2 separate regions of the Hordeum vulgare genome follow, and region 2 is linked to region 1. A link is a contact called in public Hi-C data. All regions are on one chromosome and are shown on one strand. Each heading gives the region's core, a stretch centred on a gene start, on an enhancer-like site or on the middle of the called end of the contact. The rest is flanking DNA. Distances are from core to core; before and after follow the strand shown. Region 1 holds the start of LOC123443020 (UDP-glycosyltransferase 73C1-like). Region 2 holds the start of LOC123443021 (UDP-glycosyltransferase 1-like).

Region 1 (6,537 bases), core at 1,803-4,302:
AAATCAACGATGGACAATTGTATACTGCTCCATCCGATCTGTAATAGTACAGGGTACCATAAAAATGCTCTATAACGGGGGGAATACATTTGAACATGTGTTACCTAAGAGAATCGGATATTTGCCACTTGGGATATTTGGCTTCGCAAAAATGGCACTATCAAGATAGGCTTCGCAAAATTACCATCCAGACCGTGGACAGTTTGATTACCATGCCATTATCCCTTTTCGACTGATTTCTGTTTTCCTTTTCCATTTACAAGCAGTGAAAAAGACCATAGTGCCCATAGCTATGTACATGTACTGGTTTTAGGGACTAGCATACATGTACTTGATCGCATACTGTAGGCAGTACAGTTGGCGTTTTGCAGCCAGCCGAGGACACCATGCGCAGCTGCCAATCGCCTGGATGCCAGTTTGATGCTGGTTGCCTCTACGCCGCATGCGTCCGACCGACACACCCATACACGCACGACGGGATTACATGGGACGACTCTGTACAACTGATCTCCCAAACAGTCGGTGCCGCAGACATGGATAATTTGTTGATGCATAACACCACAAACTCTGTGCACTAGCCTGTTATTAGAACTCCGGCTAGCCGCCGACAGCTTCTTCACGGACGCCAGTTAGAGGAACTCTGGCTAGCCGATGGCAGCTTCTCCATGGCCACGTAGAACTGGCTAGCCGATGGCAGCTTCTCCATGGCCACGTAGAACGAGCGCATGCCAGTTTTATTGGGGAAGTTCAGAATCCACCTCAAGGTTTCATCTCTTAATTATGTATCCCTTGCTCCTTCAAATCTAGCAGCATGAATTTCATATATTTTGATTCAGAAGGAATGTAGTATTCCCATTCTAACGACGGAGTGCGGCGTGAGCGGCGATGCGAGCATGTAGCCCTCATCCCGATACATAATAAGCTAGCTACAAGGGCATTGCAGTCCTTTTCATTACTTCTAAATTGGAATAGAAGACGAAAATTAGTCCAAGAAGGATAATGGCATGGTAATCAACGTGTCTACGGTCTGGGTGACAATTTTGCGAAGTGATGATGACATTTTTACGAAGCCAGATATTCAAAGTGGTAAATATCCAATTTTCTCGTTACCTAAAATACTAGCTTTGCAATCCGATAATGAGTTATACTAGAGCTTAGGACTGTAGTGACAATGCAGCACCGGCTTCGATCTTCTCGCCGTCGTTGCTTCGGAGCTCTGCCGCCGCGAAAGGCAGGGTCATCGAGCTTCCGTCCCTCTCGTGCCTCCCTTTCCTCGACAGCTCCGAGACGTAGCGGATCATGTCTACCAGGTCGGAGTTGGACGACCCGCCTTCCCCCATGGCCGCTCTCGCCTCCGCAGCGACCTCCTTGGCTCTGGACCTCCTCGCCATCCCCTCGGCCCCGCCGTCCATCAGCTGGGCAATGGCCTCTTGTACGTCGCCGCTCCGCACCTGGACGCCGGGGACGTTCTTGGCGGGCACCTTGACGCCGGACCTGACGCCTATGCGGAGCACGTCCACGAGCAACCGCTCGCTGCAGAACTGGTCGGCGAAGCAGGGCCACGTCAGCGCCGGCACGCCGTGGGAGATGGCCTCCAGCGTCGCGTTCCAGCCGCAGTGCGTGAGAAAGCCGCCCACCGCCGGGTGCGACAGGATGGTCACCTGCGGCGCCCACCCGCGCACGAGGAGGCCCCTTCCCTCGACGCGCGACACGAACCCCTCGTCGTCGAGCAGCGCCTTCACGGCGAGGTCGGTCTTGGCCCTTTTGATGGCCCAGACGAACGGCCGCCCCGACGCCTCGATGCCGCTCGCGAGCTCGGCGAGCTGCTTCGCTGGCAGCTGTGCGATGCTGCCGAAGCTGATGTACAGCACGGACGCCGGTGGCCGGGCGTCGAGCCATGAGACGACGTGGCTGACATCGACGTCGGCGCGGTTGCCGCGGCTGGCCATGGCGTCGGCGTCTTTATCCAAGATGCCGGAGGCGCACGTCGGCCCGATGGCCCACGTCCTCTTGCCGAGCGCCGCCGCGTACGCGTCGACGAAGATGCCCTCGACGCCGCGGAACGTGTTGAGCAGCAGGCCATCGGCGGTGGCCTCGGCGTCGAGAACGTCGCGCTGCTCCTTCTCCGCGCCGGGGTGCTGGAAGAAGCCCCGGAACGTGGCCGTGTTCCCGACGGCCCGCACTGGGAAGTCCGGCACCTCGAACGGCTCCATCTCGTCGTCGCCGACGCGGTCGTACACGCCGTGCGTGGACAGGTTGTGCACGGCGAGGAGGAAATAGGCGGATGGGCAGTGCAGTACCAGCCTCGGGATGCCGAGCTCCGTGCAAACGCCCGCCGTCCACGGGTTGCACGAGTCGGCGATGAGGCCGTCCGGCCGGCACGGCAGCGCACGGACGTACTCCTGCAGCGGCTCCGCCATCTTCCAGATGGCCTTGAAGAAGGCGAGGTACATGGTACTGCTGACGTTGTCTAGTAGCTGGTCGAGGTTCTCCAGCCCCTCCGGCAGCCCCAGCTGCCGGGCGGGGAAGGGGAGCTCCACGAGCTCGACGGCAAGGCCCGCCCTCCTGGCGCCGTCGACCGTGGCCCTGTTCCGCGCGGCGTTGACAGGCGTGGTGACGACGGTGACGCGCGGCCCCAGAGCGGCGAGGAGGCGTGCCAGGTCCACCATGGGGATGATGTGGCCCTGCGCCACCAGCGGCACCAGCAAGAAGTGTAGCTCCGACGCCGCCATGTCTTCCCGCTCTTCGCACTGGCCAACAATGACAGCAGCAAGAGGGAGCGGTTCAGGCTTATCCATCGAGCTGGTCAGTGTGACGCGTCCGGCATGTCGAGGAGTGGAGCTGCCTAGAATTCTTTGGGTTGCCTGCAGCCAAACACCGACAACACTGGTGCGCCCCGCCTATCTATCTCTCTCTCTTTCCATGTACATTGGTTTAGACACCTGCTGTCTATACCAAACCCCCAATCATCTACTTCCTCTGTATCATAATATTTGTTGTTAGAAAAATATAGTCTAGTTTTTTCCAACAACAAGTATTTAGAAACAGATGAAGTATAAACATATGTAAAAACATTCTTTACAGTCGGTTATCTTTTAGACTACCTGTAACATTATAAAGTACTCCTACTGTAAATTAATATAAAACGTTTATATCATTAACAAAGGGAGTACCAAATTAATATGGTCAGTTAATAATTATCTAAAGTAGACCATCTTCGTGCTCCGGCTGCCCTGAACGTGACGTCCACCAGTCACGACATTATTATGACAGTTCGGAACAAAGCTCATCCTGAAGACGCAAGTGATTGAGCTGAACTCGAGAAATTATCCTAGTTAATAGGCACGTACATACGGATTGCTCCTGAACGCTCAAATCGATCCTTTTATATGTGCAACTTTCACGTAAGCTAGGCAACTAGATAGACCATTATCGCTTGATTGATGGCCCGAATCCCTACTCTAGCCCCTGCTGCTCACCGGCTTACCGAGTTGCAGAGGATTGGAAGGCTGGATCCACGTACAAAGGAGTTACTTGCAGACGACCACGATACAACGCTAGAAAGCCGTCGGTAGCGACCAAAAATTAAGCGCTGCAGACGATCTATAATTCTACCGACATGCTTCCTCTTTTTCTCCATTCTCTCTCCTCCATGTCGTAAAAAATCTGAGTTGGCGATTCTTGTAGACAACTGAATCAGTATCAATGTACATGCGAGGAGTAGAGATTGTCATGGTAGGTAGGTACGGTGACCGTTTTAAGGAAGATATAATAATGCTTATGTACAATAGAGTGTATCATGTCATGGGGTTCCCCTTCGTCTTGCTGTTCGATAGTTTCTTTTGCACTCAACAATCCGAATGACATCTTTCTTGATTGGAAAAAGCTTGAAATCACCCGATTCATATTAACATGCACGTCAGCCGCCCGCTCGACCGTCCGATGACGCTGATCGTAATTTTTCTGGACGTGCACTGCACTATGTTTGGCAAAATTGATAAAAATGACCCCTGGGACGAAAGAACTCACGGATTGACCCCTCGAGGGAAATAATTCACCGGCCTGACCCTTTTGTGTGGTGCCCGACACCTAGGCGCCACACTGTACTGTGTGACGCCTAGAGGTTCGGCGCCACACAACCGACCACGTGGCATGTAGGGGCCCACCCCCAGGCAGTGTGACGCCTAAGCCTCAGGCGTCACACATTGTAATGTGTGGCGCCTGACCCTTAGGCGCCACACATTGACAGGCGCCACACATTGACTTATACAGCCACGGGCCAGCCCCCCTCCCCACCCCTCCCTCATTCCCCTCCCCCAGCCCCTCCCCCAGCCCCTCTCCCAGCCACTGCCCCCTCCCTCAAATCTTTCTCTAAATCACCAAATCTGAAGGTTTGGACCGGGCATTTGTTGTCCAATCACTCCCCTAAGGTAATCCCCACCTCTCCCCTCATTCTCATCCAAAGGAAAATCTTTTGTGTTCTTTTTTTTGCAAATTTGACGAAACCCTAGTTTTTCATGAAATATGGGATGTATATGATATTGTTGGTTTTGTTTGTATGTTAGGATAAGGGGTATGATGGGGTTAGGATTAGGGTTGTTTGGATGTGTGCATTATGATTATTTTAGGGTTAGGCTATGGTTAGGCTAGGGTTAGGGATGTTTGGTTGTGTTAGGGTTATGATGGGGTTAGGGTTATTTGGAAGTTAGGCTATTGTTATTGTAATTGTATGATTGCTCATAAAAAGGTTCTATGTTTTGTTGTTTAGGTATGGGAAGAACATGTGTTTATGTTCATCACGTGGACAAGGATGCCTTTTTAAAAGGCAATATTGATCCAGACCCGGATGAGCTTGACATGGTGTTCGATTTGTGTCCTAGCTATGGTGAATTGTTGGAACAAGTCCGAAAGGATTTGAATTGGATGGACCCTAGTGATGTAGTTGAGTTTGCTGGTAGGCATAATGTGGGATTCGGAATGCACATTCGTTGGAAGACCATGCGTGTCAACTCCGAGCAACGTTGGCTTGCATACAAGGATACGGTGGACGAATCACTAGACAAGGCTCTAGAGTTATTTGCCATGAAAACAAATGTTCCTAACTTGTTGGATTTGAAGCGGGTTGCCTCTTCGATTGTTGAAGCTATTCCTGCAACCATCAACGAAGAGGCCAACATTGAACCTCTTTCTTGTGTGTATGAGGCTAACGAAGAGGTCAACATTGAACATGAACCATTGGTAGAGGCTAATTATGAGCACTATGATGATGGTAATGTTCTTCATGACAACAATCTTGGTGATTTGGACAAATATAATTTGCAAGATACAATGGACCATTCCATTCCGTACTCACGTGGGTATGCCTCTGAGTCTGACGATGAGGGTCCTGATGAAGAAGTTGATGAGGAAGGGTTCACGGCAAAGGAGGCTGAAGCTTTCACGAAGGTATTAAAGCGTGATCACCAGACACCATTGTTCGAGGATCTTAGCCTTGCGGATGAAGCCGTGGTTGACGGAGGTGAAGGCATATTGTTTGGAGTTAGGCCACCTTCTCATCGGGACACACATGGGAAGAATATTATTTTGCCTGGGTCAAAGTTCGAAACATTCTTTGAACTGAAGATGTGGTTGGATGAATATTCTGTTACGCATTATAGACCACACAAAGTTGTTCATTCAAACATGAAGCTGCGCTACACGGTTGCATGTGAGGATAGAGGTTGTCCTTGGATTGTCCGTGCAAGACCATGGAAAGGAGGGCCAGGATGGAACATTGTCAGTTGTATGCCTCACATGTGTCAAGGCAAGAGGGTTGATGGTGCCCTATCGTCGCAAAGCCATAGACAACTAACCTCCGAGTTCATCGCTTATAGGCTTTCCAACTCCATCTCCTCTCTTCCTACAATGAGCATAAAAAGCATACAAGACCTTGTGAAAGCCCTGTTTCACTATGAGGTGAAATATGGTAAGGCATGGAAAGCAAAGCAAGCCGCATTCAAGATGTTGTATGGTGATTGGGAGGAAGCATACAACCGCATACCTAGGTTGTTGGGAGCTATTGCCCACACTAACCCGGGCATGGTTCATGTGGTCGAGCCGTATGGGGAGAAAACAAGGATTAAGAATGGAAATAGGGTTCGCGTATTTGGCCGTGCATTTTGGGCATTTGAGCAATGTGTGAGGGCTTTCCAGCACTGCCGTCCTGTCATCTCCATCGATGGCACGTTTTTGACCGGACAATTCAAGGGCACTTTGTTGGTTGCAATGGCAAGTGATGCCAATAACCGGTTGATGCCTTTGGCTTTTGCTTTGGTTGAGGCAGAGAACAATGTTAACTGGGAATGGTTCTTGCATATTTTGAGAACCAAAGTATTACCGTTTGAGAGGGAAATATGTGTCATATCGGATCGTCATCAAGGCATACTTAACGCGGTTGACATTGTCATTCCCGGCCATGCTCCTTTGCATCATCGATGGTGCATGAGGCATTTCTGTGCAAACTTCTACCGGGCATGTGGTAGCAAGGAGTTGGCGGAT
Region 2 (6,537 bases), core at 1,740-4,239, 220 kb after region 1:
GACCGGCGGCGCAACCTTCGCTTTGATTCCCGCGGAAAACAAGACGATGAGGACGATGAATGCATCTGGTAGCTGATTCGACCGGTCCACACGCATTTCGCGCTAAAAACGTTTGCGTCGGACCCCGAACGCCTCAACACGCGGATTCGGCTTGGAACCGTCGGACCAAATTCGAAAAAACAGCCTCCTTAGACAACCGGACTGTTTTTTCACTCGGACAGAAAAAAGATTTAGGGACGTGGATGGAGATGCTCTTCGCCCCTGGACACAAGGCACCGAACGCGAGGCCCCTTGTTCTAGCCGCTTTTGACCTTCTCCTCTACTTGTGGGTCTGGACTATATACAGAGGAGAGGAGATTTGCCTGCGATGGCGTCTTCTCGGGGGTTGACTATGGAGAGGATAAGAGAATTGCCTGCGATGTCGTGGGAGGAGGGTCGGGGGTTGGACTTTCTCGAGAGCCTGGGCCCGGACAACTCCGCCACCGTCTTCAGCCTGCTCGACGACCCCGCCGACCTCGCCCGCGCCACCGCCGTCTCCCGCTCATGGCGCCGATTCGGTACGCCCTAATTTCCTGGATCTGCCTCCACATGCCTATGCGTCCATCCATCCATGTAGATTCTAGTCTAGCTACTTATTATTACCAGCCAGCGATCCACTCGATGCGGAAATTCCACAATCGATTTGACGACGATGCCACCCAAATAGGCCGCTTACAGAACCATCTTAATTTTTGCTGTTATGCTACTGACCTTATGTTCGTTTCTCTGCTCATAAGCTTCATAACGTCCCAGCTGAATTGGATCCATTATATTCCGATATTATATATATTGCTGCTTATAGAACCATCTCATATGCTGCATTGCTGCTATGCTAGCCGCTGTTTGGTTTTCCATTCAGTGACAATACTACCCACAAGGTTCAGACCAGCTGAATTTGAATCTTTTTATTCAGTTATTGCAAATCAGTTCAGCAAGCTCCTGTGCCTGCGGGTTTATCCGGAGGTTTCCAACTTCACCCGTGTTGAGTTGGGCAGCTTCAGCAATGCACACCAAAATGCTGGATCAAGTGATTGTGCCGGGTTGGAGAAGCTCGGGAGCGATCACAGGGTGTATATGCATCTTAGCCATGGTCTTCTCTCGCCGTACAACCCCAAGGATTGCATCAATCACTGCGTAGGTGCATCCAGCACTGATCATTTCCCTGAAGAGGCCATAGGAAATACCCTTGAACCGGTTGATCGTGACGAGAGGAGACCGTCTTATTGGTCGAGCGGTGGCCACAAAGATCCTGCTGTGCCAGAATGCCTGATATATAGGCTTCAGTCGGAGCTGTGTCTCGTTGATGAAATCAAGATACGGCCATTCAAAGGTCTGGCACCTAAGACTTGATTCAGCCTTCTTTCTGTATGCAAAAGATGCCTTCTGTGCTAATACTCTTCACCGTGCAGCATTTTTCCGACGTAATCATCCGATATACTCAGCAAAACATATCCGATTCCACATGGGCTATGTAAAGCCACCCCTCTGGTCTGAAACACATGTACATGTTCAAACTGATGATGGGGAGCTGATTGATGATAGCAATTATATCTGGACGTACACATCTCCGGAATTTCCAATGTTGCAGGTCAGTGGGCATACATATTCCTAGCTGTCTTTCTTTTTTGTGTAATAAATATAAAATTTAGGTGTTTGAAAGTAACATGAGGTGTGATATTCCAGGAAAATGTGATGCAATCTTTTAAGCTACCACACCCAGTTCTATGTATCGGTGGAGTGGTAAAGATTGAGCTTCTTGGGAGGGTCCACAAGGACACGGTTGATGGTCTGTACTACATATGGTGAGCTTTCGAGCACTTGCGGAAACGCTTCATTGATTTCACATGATATCTCTTTATATGATTTCGTATTACACTGATATATTGGTTATGCATTTTATCCTAGTGTGTCTCATGTCCAAATAGTGGGGAAGCCATTGTCACAAGATTTTGGGGTCGCTCCTAGCAAAAATGATGTAGTCCTCAGTTACTATCTGGATTACCACAGATTCAGGGGACGATCACAGTAAATTACATGGCTTTGTATTGTGGATCTGGCGCTTTGGTATGGCTCAAAGGGATAGGAGAATTGAACCATGCGTGTTGAGCAGGCTGTCTGGTGGGTACATAAAAGTGATGAATCAGAGGAGAAGCTTCCATGCAAGTGAAGCGTATCTTCCCGAACTCGTGTCTATTGGTTTTGAATAAAAGAAGTCCTTTGTGATCCTGTGGGAAACTGAGAATGTATTTGCTTGTGTAACTGACAAGCACAAAAAGAGACGCATGATTGAGTCCATCTACGAATGAATCAATATAAACATCTTGAACCTATTTGGAAGAAGGAATAAATCTGGAGACCTCAGGTACTAGCAATGCACATTGCATAGAAAATATAACTAGCATTTGTTGGAAAACCGATCTAAAATTTAGGTGTGGCCATCATTTTTTTCCCACTCACAACCCAGTTTATGGAGGGAAAATCTCATGTATTAAGGGCCGAGTGAATTGCAAAAAACCACCACATTTGGGGCATCGATTGCAGAAAACCACAAGGTGACTTATCTTTTGCAAAAAACGCCGATCCAAACACGAAAACGGATGTTGGTATCTGATGGACCGATTTAAACGGATAAATAAGAACAAAAACGCCGTCCGTTTAAATCGGCCGGTTAGAGTTGCCCTTACAAGCCTTGGACGGTTTCATAGGAGAATTGCTGAACCAGAGCGACAGAGCGTGCTTGGAAGCCTTGGACGGTTCTACCTAGGCTCTGTCTGTTCTTGAACACCACGAGGCACCTTGGCCAGTGCTAGGTGGATTGGCGCACATGTCACCATTCCGGCCGTCAGCTTGCCAAAAACTTCTCGGTACCCCCGAATCAGCTTTGAACTGATCGATCTCGCGCAGGTGCAGGTCCCGCCCGGCACGGGCGCCGCACTGACTTAGAAAATCCATAACCCCACTGTCGCCATGCCAAGCACTAGGGAAAATCAGATCAATCGCAAGTTGATCCTCCACTAGTGCACGCACATTTTCTTTGACCACCTACTGCTTCCTATCACGTTCCGTTCATTGACAAGTCAAGTGACAACCTCCACCCGCTTAAAATTTGATCAATTCATCGCGTCACCACGGACGTCACGGAGCATGATTTAGCCTCGACATCGGCCGTGTACGCGCACCATTGACCGGGGTGTTCGTATGTGCTCACTCGCACACACACACACTCGCACTGACTAGCTAGCTAGATTCGGATCGGATCGAGCTGCCGTCGATGGCGATGCCGGAGGAGCTGCACTTCGTGCTGGTGCCGCTGGTGGCGCAGGGCCACATCATCCCCATGGTGGACGTGGCGCGCCTCCTCGCCGCGCGCGGCCCGCGGGTCAGCGTGGTCACCACGCCCGTCAACGCCGCGCGCAACAGGGCCACCGTCGACGGCGCCAGGAGGGCCGGTCTCGCCGTCGAGTTCGTCGAGCTCCCCTTTCCCTGCGCGCAGCTCGGCCTACCGGAGGGGGTGGAGGCTATCGACCAGATGGCAGGGCTCGAGCCGGCCATGTACCTCAGGTTCTTCCAGGCCATATGGAAGATCGCCGACCCGCTGGAGGAGTACCTCCGGGCGCTGCCGCGCCGGCCGGTCTGCCTCGTCGTCGATGCGTGCAACCCGTGGACGGCGCCGGTGTGTGAACGTCTCGGCATCCCCAGGCTGGTGATGCACTGCCCCTCGGCCTACTTCCAGCTCGCCGTGCACCGCCTGTCGGCGCACGGCGTGTACGACCGCGTCCGCGACGACGAGATGGCGCCGTTCGAGGTGCCGGAGTTCCCGGTGCGCGCCGTCGGCAATAAGGCAACGTTCCGGGGATTCTTCCAGTACCCCGGCGTGGAGAAGGAGTACCGTGAAGCGCTCGACGCCGAGGCCACCGCCGACGGCCTGCTGTTCAACACGTCCCGCGGCATCGAAGGCGTCTTCGTGGACGGGTACGCGGTGGCCCTCGGCAAGAGGACGTGGGCCGTCGGGCCGACATGCGCCTCGAGCAGCATGGTCAACGACGCCGACGCCAAGGCCGGCCGCGGCAACCGCGCCGACGTCGACGCCGGACACATCGTCTCGTGGCTCGACGCCCGGCCGCCGGCGTCCGTGCTGTACGTCAGCTTCGGCAGCATCTCGCAGCTGACGGCGAAGCAGCTAGCCGAGCTCGCGCGCGGCATCGAGGCGTCCGGGCGGCCGTTCGTGTGGGCGATCAAGGAGGCCAAGGGGGACGCCGCCGTTCGGGCGCTGCTCGACGACGAGGGGTTCGAGGCGCGCGTCAAGGACAGGGGCCTCCTCGTCCGCGGGTGGGCGCCGCAGGTGACCATCCTCTCGCACCCGGCGGTGAGCGGCTTCCTCACGCACTGCGGCTGGAACGCGACGCTGGAGGCCGTCTCCTACGGCGTGCCGACTCTGACGTGGCCCACCGTCGCCGACCAGTTCTGCAGCGAGCAGCTGCTCGTGGACGTGCTCGGCGTGGGCGTCAGGTCCGGCGTCAAGATCCCCGCCATGTACCTCCCGAAAGAGGCCGAGGGGGTTCAGGTGACGAGCCGCGAGGTGGAGAAGGCGGTTGCAGAGATGATGGGCGACGGGCCGGAGGGGTCGGCGAGGAGGCTCAGGGCCAACGAGATCGCCGCTGAGGCGAGGGCGGCCATGGAGGAAAGCGGGTCATCGCATTCCGACTTGACGGACATGATCCGCTATGTCACGGACCTGTCGAAGCAGAGAAGCCGCGAGAGGGACGCGAGCTCGATGGCCCGGCCTTCCGAGCTCGGAGAGAAGAACCAACAGGATGCTGTGCTGCCGGTACAAATGACGCAAGTTAGCATTTAGGATCTTCCATTTCCTGGAATAAGTTCAACACTGGATCATGTTGTATACGCAAATGTAAAACTCCATTCTGAGGGGACTGCTACACTTCGGCCAACGAATCTCTTAGAGCGTACAACCCTCCAACCCTTAAAAATAATCGTTTTTTACAGTTTTCATAAAAAAACGGCGTAGACTAGAATCCTTAAACTCTTAAACCCGTAAAAAAATTAGAGGTCGAACCGTCAAACCCCTTCCCAGCCTGTAGAAGTGAGGGTTGGGGGGAAAACTGTCCCCAACCCGCACTCATTTTCCCTCCTCGCGCGGGAGCCAGTTGGTTCCCCCGCGCGAGAGGAAATAGCTCGGCCGCATCTCGCCTCGCCGCCGGCCCGCGCTCCGGCCGCCGCCCCGCCGCCCCTCCGCCCCCCGGCCGTCGACCCGCCGCCCCTCCGCGCCCCGCGCCCCTGCCGTGGCCTCGTCGACCCGCCGCCCCGCCGCATCTCGCCCCGCCGCCGCCCCGCGCTCCGGCCGCCGCCTCACGCTCCGGCAGCCGCCCCTCCGCGACTCCGCGCCCCGGCCACCGCCCCGCCGCGCCCCGGCCGCCGCCCCTCCGCACCCGCCGCCGTCCGCATCTCGCCTCGCCGCTGCCCCTCCGCCCCGGCCGCCGCCCCTCCGCACCCGCCGCCGTCCGCATCTCGCCTCGCCGCTGCCCCTCCGCCCCGGCCGCCGCCCCTCCGCTCCGGCCGACGCCCCGCCGTCCCCACGCTCCGGCCGCCGTCCTGCCGCCCCTCCGCGCCCCGGCCGCCGCCCCGGCGCCCCACCGCGCCTCGGCCGCCGCCCCTCCGCTCACTGGTGAGATTTTTTTTTACTTTTTTAGTTTTAAACTTTTGCTTCATTGGCACTAATTGTAGCCACTTCGTATGTAGATGGACTCGTTGTCGGATTCGTCGGATTGGTCATCATCCGACGATTCGGACATTGACGAGTTGTTGCAAGACGACGACGTCGAGATGATGAGCCTCCTCGTCGACGTGCAAGCGTTTGAAGACCGCGTGAAGCTTTTGGATCAGAGGAGAGGGTCGAAGATGGGGCGACTCACCATCTACCGGAACCGCGCTCTCGGACACGAGCATTTGATGCGAAACTACTTCGCGGGGGTACCTACATACCCTCCTCGTCTCTTTCACAGAAGGTACCGGATGAGACGTAGTTTGTTTGTGAAGATTGTCACCGATTGTGAGGCCGCCTCGTATTATTTTACACGTCGTAGATCCGCCGCCGGTATCATGGGGTTTAGTGCATATCAAAAGATATCGGCGGCAATGCGGGTACTCGCTTATGGCATACCCGCGGATTATACCGACGAGTATCTTCGCATTGGGGAAGATACAACCACGGAGTCCGTCCGTAGGTTTGCCAAGTTGGTCATCCGGTTGTATGGTGAGCAGTATCTTCGGGCACCAAACGAGGAAGATACAAAGAGATTAATGGAAATGAATGAAAAAAGGGGATGGCCGGGGATGCTTGGTAGTCTTGATTGGATGCATTGGAGGTGGAAAAATTGCCCAAAGGCATGGCAGGGAATGTATTGCGGTAAAAGCCGTGATGCTACCATTGTTCTTGAGGCCGTAGCATCGGAGGACACATGGATTTGGCATGCATTCTTT

Evidence for each region. A called contact is a pair of places that touch in the nucleus more often than the background predicts.
Region 2: a Hi-C map of seedling shows a contact between it and region 1, with 4 times the contacts expected there. The contact joins the promoter of LOC123443021 here to the promoter of LOC123443020 in region 1. A contact is called at or near these places in 3 of 6 Hi-C or Micro-C datasets (leaf and seedling).

What each region holds. Positions count from the first base shown.
Region 1 is chr3H:72,843,494-72,850,030 of MorexV3_pseudomolecules_assembly, forward strand. LOC123443020 (UDP-glycosyltransferase 73C1-like) reads right to left here and starts at 3,053. Exons shown (of 2, transcript XM_045119237.1): 1 at 1,460-3,053; 2 at 1,078-1,427. The coding sequence starts at 2,798. The coding sequence ends at 1,111.
Region 2 is chr3H:73,067,382-73,073,918 of MorexV3_pseudomolecules_assembly, forward strand. It overlaps LOC123443021 (UDP-glycosyltransferase 1-like), which reads left to right and starts at 2,990. Exons shown (of 1, transcript XM_045119240.1): 1 at 2,990-5,006. The coding sequence starts at 3,311. The coding sequence ends at 4,894. It overlaps LOC123443022 (F-box protein At4g00755-like), which reads left to right and starts at 254. Exons shown (of 5, transcript XM_045119241.1): 1 at 254-557; 2 at 953-1,369; 3 at 1,449-1,627; 4 at 1,723-1,841; 5 at 1,945-2,376. The coding sequence starts at 368. The coding sequence ends at 2,068.